Linked DNA regions of Mus musculus: region 1 is linked to region 2. Evidence: chromatin contacts called from public promoter capture Hi-C data. All regions are on one chromosome and are shown on one strand. The core of a region is the stretch at or near the end of the contact, and the rest is flanking DNA. Distances in the headings are between cores, read along the strand shown. Region 1 overlaps Ncf2 (neutrophil cytosolic factor 2). Region 2 overlaps Colgalt2 (collagen beta(1-O)galactosyltransferase 2).

Evidence for each region. Capture Hi-C pulls out chosen DNA fragments and counts their contacts.
Region 1: a promoter capture Hi-C map of adipose tissue shows a contact between it and region 2. The contact joins two enhancer-like sites. A contact is called at or near these places in 3 of 39 promoter capture datasets (the 3T3-L1 cell line, cranial neural crest and pre-B cells), 1 of 484 Hi-C or Micro-C datasets (nephron progenitors), 1 of 115 datasets of contacts at active chromatin or transcription factors (microglia) and 3 of 9 other capture datasets (adipose tissue, liver and pancreatic islet).

The regions. Positions count from the first base shown.
Region 1 is chr1:152,805,896-152,809,247 of GRCm38.p6, reverse strand. Ncf2 (neutrophil cytosolic factor 2) reads right to left here. Exons shown (of 16, transcript NM_010877.5): 2 at 1,043-1,991. The coding sequence starts at 1,216. Among named protein-coding and RNA genes, the nearest start is that of Ncf2, 7.4 kb to the right of the region's middle. Within about 2 kb of position 1,492, at least 127 of the 459 cell types and tissues checked have an H3K27ac peak or open chromatin away from gene starts, as enhancers often do. A contact at or near this core is called in adipose tissue, where this site is marked.
Region 2 is chr1:152,498,434-152,501,841 of GRCm38.p6, reverse strand. Colgalt2 (collagen beta(1-O)galactosyltransferase 2) reads right to left here. Exons shown (of 12, transcript NM_177756.4): 8 at 1,831-1,937. Among named protein-coding and RNA genes, the nearest start is that of Gm51749, 40 kb to the left of the region's middle. Within about 2 kb of position 1,836, at least 11 of the 459 cell types and tissues checked have an H3K27ac peak or open chromatin away from gene starts, as enhancers often do. A contact at or near this core is called in adipose tissue, where this site is marked.

The sequences.
Region 1 (3,352 bases), core at 243-2,742, 310 kb before region 2:
GTGAAGCTCCCGCGGAGCTGTGAGATCGAGTTCAGCAGACAAAGGCACTTGCTGTGCAATCTCAGAGATTTGGGGTCGGTCACTGGATCCAGGTCAAAATGGAAGGAGGGAACTCCACAGAGTCGTCCTTTGATTGACACATGTGCGTCATGACATACGTAGCCACCCCCACCCACATCACACACGCACATGTACACACACACACACCTAAGCAATCAAGAGGCCTGCTGGTCATGTTGAACACCTCTGATCCCAGCACTTGGGAAGCAGAGGCAGGCGGATCTCTGTGAGTTCAAAACCAGCCTGATCTGTAGACTGTGTTTTAGGATAACCAGGTCTCCACAGAGAAAAATCAAAATAAAATAAAGAGAATCGAGCATGTTCAACTCCGGGCCAGAGAAAAAGTATTTTAAAAAGATGCTGATCGGGAGGCAGAGGCAGGCGGATTTCTGAGTTTGAGGCCAGCCTGGTCTACAAAGTGAGTTCCAGGACAGCCAGGGCTATACAGAGAAACCCTGTCCCAAACAAAACAAAAAACAAAAAAAGATGCTGAAATGCCCTATCCCATACCCTTGGTGAACTTCATGACTTAATTACAGTGTGAGTTTCCTCAACTAGCCTCAGAATTCTTAAAGAAGAACCCTGCCTTGTTGATCAGACTTGTTCTTTGAGCAGGCCAAACTGATAGGATGTTGCGTAAGTTCCTGGAAGCCATAATAGGCATTTTACAACTGGATACAAGGGTTTATGGTGCAGAGAAACTTTATCCAGGAGGCGAGGTAAAAGAAAACACAAATGAAGAAGTCTTCACAAAGGGTTAAAAGATGATCTTGGGTAATAAGGAGATCTCATAAAGAGCAGAGCCCCACCCATGGGTGGCTCTGAAAACCTGCCCTGGGAGCTTTTAAAACTGCCTGCCAGGCCAGGGGCAATTAGTTGGGGCCTCTGAGGTTGTTCTGGAAGGCTTTTGTTCCTTTCCGGCTCTGGGGGATGAGGTTTCCAGAGGCGGAAAGGCTATAATTACAGGGGCCCCTCAACTCACCTGCTCGGCTGCCTGCAAGTTTTCCAGGATAGTGTTCACGCAGCCTATGTTGAAGCAAATCCTCGAGTGGGGGTCCTGCACCTCGCTGAAGGCCTCCAGGGCACCCTTCCAGTCCTTCTTGTCGGCTGCGAGCACCCCTTCATTCCAGAGTCTGATGGCCTCAGCCAGGGACATGGTTAGGTGCTTACCAGAAGGCAGGATGGTAGTTCAAGGTGTCTCTCTCAGAGCTGCCGGGTAGGCGCTCCAGGCTTCAAGGTCCCAGCCTAGCGCGCAGAATGGGGTCTAGCCTCCCTTTGGGCGACTTCGTAGCGTCAGGAAGTTTCCCCATCGTTCAGGAACTGACGCATAAACTAGCATGAGAGAGAAAAGGAAGGAGAGAAGAGGGCTGGAGGAGGCTGGCTGGGAAAGAGGAAGTACATCAGAGCAGCCTGCCGTGGGCTGGTCAGTTCCTCTAAGAGCTTCTTCTATGTCCTGGGCACCTCCTACATGTCTGCTTCCCACACCCTCTGTGGGAGCCTCAGGTCAGGGGGACCTCAGCAGGTCTGGGCCTGGTCCTGTACTTGACTCTTTTTCACCCTTGGAAGACTTGCTAGCTCTGGTCCTCTCAGGCTCTGGGTCTAGGGATGTAACCCAGGCTTGTCTGAACTCCCAGTACTCCGGCCTCAGACTTTGAATTTCTGGAGTGATAGATGTGCAGCCACTACACTGACTGTTTTGTTTTTAAATCTGTGGGTGGGGAGGAAGCATGCTACATATTTCTGAGACAGGATGGAGAATCTTCAGTGTCCATTCAGGTCTGAGCTTACTTCAAGGGAATTCATGAGGGTCCAGTTTCTTGTAGATATCCAAATTGGGCGGCAGACATGACAGCAATTACCATCGCTCTGTCTGTCTGTGAGAAGCTGAAGACATGACTCCTCGTGTTGATGACTAATGAGTTCACTAGTCTCTGTAAACACAGATTTAGGATTTCTTTACTTACTGCCCTGGTAATGTCAAAGTTAATTTAAAAAACAAACAACAGACAGACAGATAATAACAACAACAAAACTTTTCTGAGGAAAAGCAAGGTTGTGTGTCTAAATGATGAAATCTGCTGAAGTCTGGACTTCTTGGTAGGCAAAATATAGTTGATGAGGGCCAAATACATGAGTATTTCTATGTCTGGTTTTGAGGCACCTGGAAGAACTCAACACAGAGTTTGTAAGGTAGGAGGACTGAGAAGAAGAAAGAGGAGGAGGAGCAGGAAGAAGAAGAGGAGGAGGAGGAGGAGGAGGAAGGTGCTATTGCATAGCCTCTACCCTGACTTTGGCAGGCCTTCCTATCTCACTTCTTTGCCTGGTAATCTCCTCACCCTTCCAGGCTCATTCATCCAGTCTCCTATGTCCCTACTGTGCGACAGTCCACTCCGCACTCTACATTACGGAGAGAGTATTGTCCCTTTGTCTCACCTCCTCCGAAATAATGACCGAATTTCCTCTCAACCTGCTTACTTCTTAGGTCCCTTGAAATTTGGGACAGTGTCTTTAAGTCTCAGATCCTTGACACTGATTCTTAAGAAATGATTGAAGGAGTTAGAGTCTAGCCTGATGGCGGAGGCCTGCCACCCTGGCTATTTTAAGATGCTAAGACCAAAAGATCCCAAATTCAAGACCTGCCTTGGGCAATCTAGTAAGATTCTGTCTTAATATAAAAAATTGAGTAGTTCAGAGCTAGAGGTCTTATCCAGCATGCATGCTGAGAAATGACCCACAGGTAATAGCCACATCTGTGACTTTGACCAATGAATGAACAGAACTTGACCAGTACAGTGATTACTCTCAGGGAAATCAAGTAGACTTGTAGCCAAACAAGGCTTTTTATAAGCAATGTTGTGATCTTCCTCCTCTTCCTCCTCCTCCTTAGCAGCAGCGGCAGCGGCAGCAGCAGCATCCTAGCCTGACATTTAAACTTCCAAGTGATTTCCTTGGCTTCTCAGTTTCTACATCTGTGCAGGCTTCTACTGGCTGGCTCCTGCTGCCAGCTACACTCTCAGATCTGTGCATGAGACTTACCCAACCTAGCCTTCAGAGCTAGCTCATCTAGCTTCTCCCAGTTGGCCTGAAGGGCTCACGTGCTGCAGCCCATGACCTCGTCTTCTTTCCCAAGTCCAGCAGTCACCTCCCGTAAGACAGTCATTCTCCACCCATGCAGTTACATATGCTCTTGTGTCTTTACCCCAGGACAGACCTCAAACCTCCAGGCAGATGTTGAGGGTGGGGACAACCTACTCTCTGTCCTTAGGGTATCAGCAATCAAGTTGGAGTCAGT
Region 2 (3,408 bases), core at 587-3,086:
AGTTAGTAGTCTGAAGTCTTCCACAAAGAAAAGCCTAGAGCCAAATGTTTAAAGAAGAGTTCGTATAAATTCCTAATAGCCTTTAAAAAAGAGAAAGAGGAGGGAACCAATCCCAAAAGATTCTATGAAGCCAGTAGTATCTGAAGTGAAACTAGAAAACTGCAGGCCAATATTCCTATTAACACAGATGCAGAATTGTAAAGAAAACACTAGTAGATAGAATCCCGCAACACAGGCGAGGGGGTATACAGCAGGACCAGGTAAACTTGTTTTCCAGCATTATAAGTGCAGTTTAACCTGTGAAGATCTATAAAATCAATGCACCATGTTGACAGAAAAGAAGCTATGTGTTCATCCCAATGGAAGATGCATTTGACAAACTTTCATGTTAAAAAATAAGAAAACAGTAATAAAAAAAAAGGTCTACACCACCAGCTTGATAAAACTGTACCTCGAGCATAACTTAACAGAGAAAATCTAAATAAATGCTTTCTCTCTGAGATCAGGAAAAGACAAAAGCTCTGCTTTCATCATGCCCTTTGAATGTTGTGTTCAAGGTAATAGCCAGGCTGGGTCATAAGGCAAGACAGGGAAATAAGTGCTATCTAAATTGCAAAAGAGGAAATAATGCTTCCTCCAATTATAAATGACAAGATCTTGCCTACAGAAGAACCAAAGCAATGCATGTACACACACACACACACACACACACACACACACACACACACACGCACTCACCACACAACTAAAATTGATAACTAGGGCTGCAGAATATATGATCAGTATACAACAACCTATAGTATCTTTACACATTGGCAATAAATACTAAAAACAATAAATTAAGGAAATAATTCTATTACCATGGTATCAACAAATGCCAAAGAATAAATTTAACAAAAGACTTAAAACTAAAAGCAACAAAGCCTCAGTCAAACAATTGATGTAAGTGAAGTGACTTGTTATGATTCCTGGCACTTCTTCAACTGACCTGTAGTTCAGTGCAGCTCCTATCAACACCCAAGCTGGTGTGTGTGTGCGTGTGAGGGTGTGTGTGTGTTTAAATCTATGTGTAAACTGACAATATAATAGTAATGTTCACAGGACACCAAGCACCTATGCTAGGCAAACCAGCCTTCCAAACAAGTGACAAAGGTGCAGGACTCATGTCTCCTTATACAGTAAAGCCACTGCCATTAAGTCAATGTGCTACTGACATAAGGATAGATCTATAAATTAACTTAATGAAACTAAGAGGTCGGGGGCATTCTCTTACATTTATGGTCAACTGATTTTTGACAAAGGTTCCCAGAATTCAGAGGGCAAAGTGTAGTTTTCAAATAAGTGGTACAGGGGAAGCCAGATGACCTATTTGAAAATGAGAGGGGAATCCCAAACACTTAGCTCAACATAGACCAAAGGCTTAGAGACATACCTGTAAATCCCAGCACTCTGGAGGCCGAGGCAGGAGAATTACAAGTTCAAGGCTAGCCTGGGTTATAGTCAGTTCTAGGTATGTGTGATTTTACTGTCACATCTCCAGGGAAAATGGCCCCTGTGGTCAGACCAGGAGGAATCTAGATGTCTCACACCACAGGACATATAGACCTTTATCTGTTATCTGTTTGTTTGTTTTCTGCAGACCTGAACATGGTTTCAAACACATTCCCTCTATTACATGAGAAACCACCACAGCTCTGAGGGTGGCCAGAGACTGGAGGATCAGGTCCCCTCCGTGGTCAGAACCTCAGAGGTCCCTCCCTCCAGGACTCCTTCTTAGTCGGACAAGGCTCCAACCACACCTGCAAGGGGGCGGGCAGAGGAGTGACTCACTTCCCATCCACGGCCTCGACAATCTTGACCTCGATCTCCTGTTCGTAGAGTGTGCGCAGCATCCTGTCCCGCCTGTCCTTCCTGCGTTTGAGGTTGATCATGAAAATCTAATGCAGGATACAAAAGGGCAAAGAAACACGAGTGGCTGGGAGTTATTTTGGGTTGGTTGAAAAGCTTAGCAAAACGGATGTGAGGACCAGAGGGGTAAGGGATGGGAAGAAAGCTATGGCTTTGTCTTCCTTATTGGGTTCACGGGCGAGGACCTATTTATCAGAACTAAGCTGCTTTCTAGATATAACCATCAGCAATGGCCTAACCTGATAGTCACCGATGGTCACGTTCTCTATTGTCTTGAGCAAATAAAGTTCAAAAAATGATCACCCCAAAGGCCAAAGGTGAATTAAAATGCACATACACAGCTCAGAAGGGGAGCTGTGTTTTGCTAAATGGCTTAATCAAGCCAAATGACTAAATGCATCCACGTACTTCAGGTTTAATACTGCCGCTTGCTGTTTGCCTAAGGCCTGTTGCTTCCATGTCTCAGTCTCCTCATCCTGGAATGGGGACCACTGTGGCTCTACTGCACAAGTACTATGCTTGGTATCGTCACAATTCACACCCACTAGGTAAGCTTTACAGCTTTCAAAAACTAAGAAAGATCCGAGTCTTCATGTGTTCAGAATGAATGTCAAGATCTCCGTCTCACAAGCTTTTTTTTTTTTTTTGCCAGAATTCTTCAACCCCTAAATCTAAAAGGATAAAGGCATTGAAGAAAAGGGCCCAGTTCCCTGGTTGTTACCCTTGACCGAGGAGAGAGTAGCATAAAACATGATTTCGGTATGAGATTTTTTTTTTGAGTGCTCAACAGAGGGCACCTGCTGGCTTGTGAATACAGATGGATGTGCATTCGGGCTTTCTGAGCGAGGGCCAAGTCTGCCTGTACCCTTTACCCTGGCCTGAAATGCCTAGATGATAGCAGTACTAACATATAGACATCATAAGGCAACTAAAGCCTCATGAAGACTGCTGTAGGGAAATTAGCGTTTTATGTATGTATGTATGTATGTATGTATTTATTTATTCATTTATTTATTTAGTGTGTATAGTGTAACTGCATTGCTGTGAGTGTCGAGAAGGTCAGAGGACAATTGACAATCTTCTAGCTTGACAGCAAGTGCTTTCAGCCACCAGACTGTCTTACCAGTGCATAAGTTAGCTTTTGAATAAAGGCCTCTGGCTGCAAGCACTGATGAGCTGATTTTGAATATTAAACTATTGGGAGATGTTAACAGCCATCAGGAATCTACATCCCAGTGAGGGAGAAACCTACAGGAACAGGGCAGAGGACACTCGTTGCCTCCTGACTGTCGAGGTGACTCTGGGGACAGTATTTATTTTCTCTGTGTAGTTAGCTCTGCTGTTTGGAAAAGGAGGGGTTTGAGCAAACCCACCCCTCAAGCCCTGTACCTATGAAAATCTGTGCATAGTGGCTTATAGTAAAGTTGGCTTCATGTTATGAGACCTGTGCAGAAATCTTATCATGCAATCAGGCTGAGGTCCAGACTATATTGCACTGAG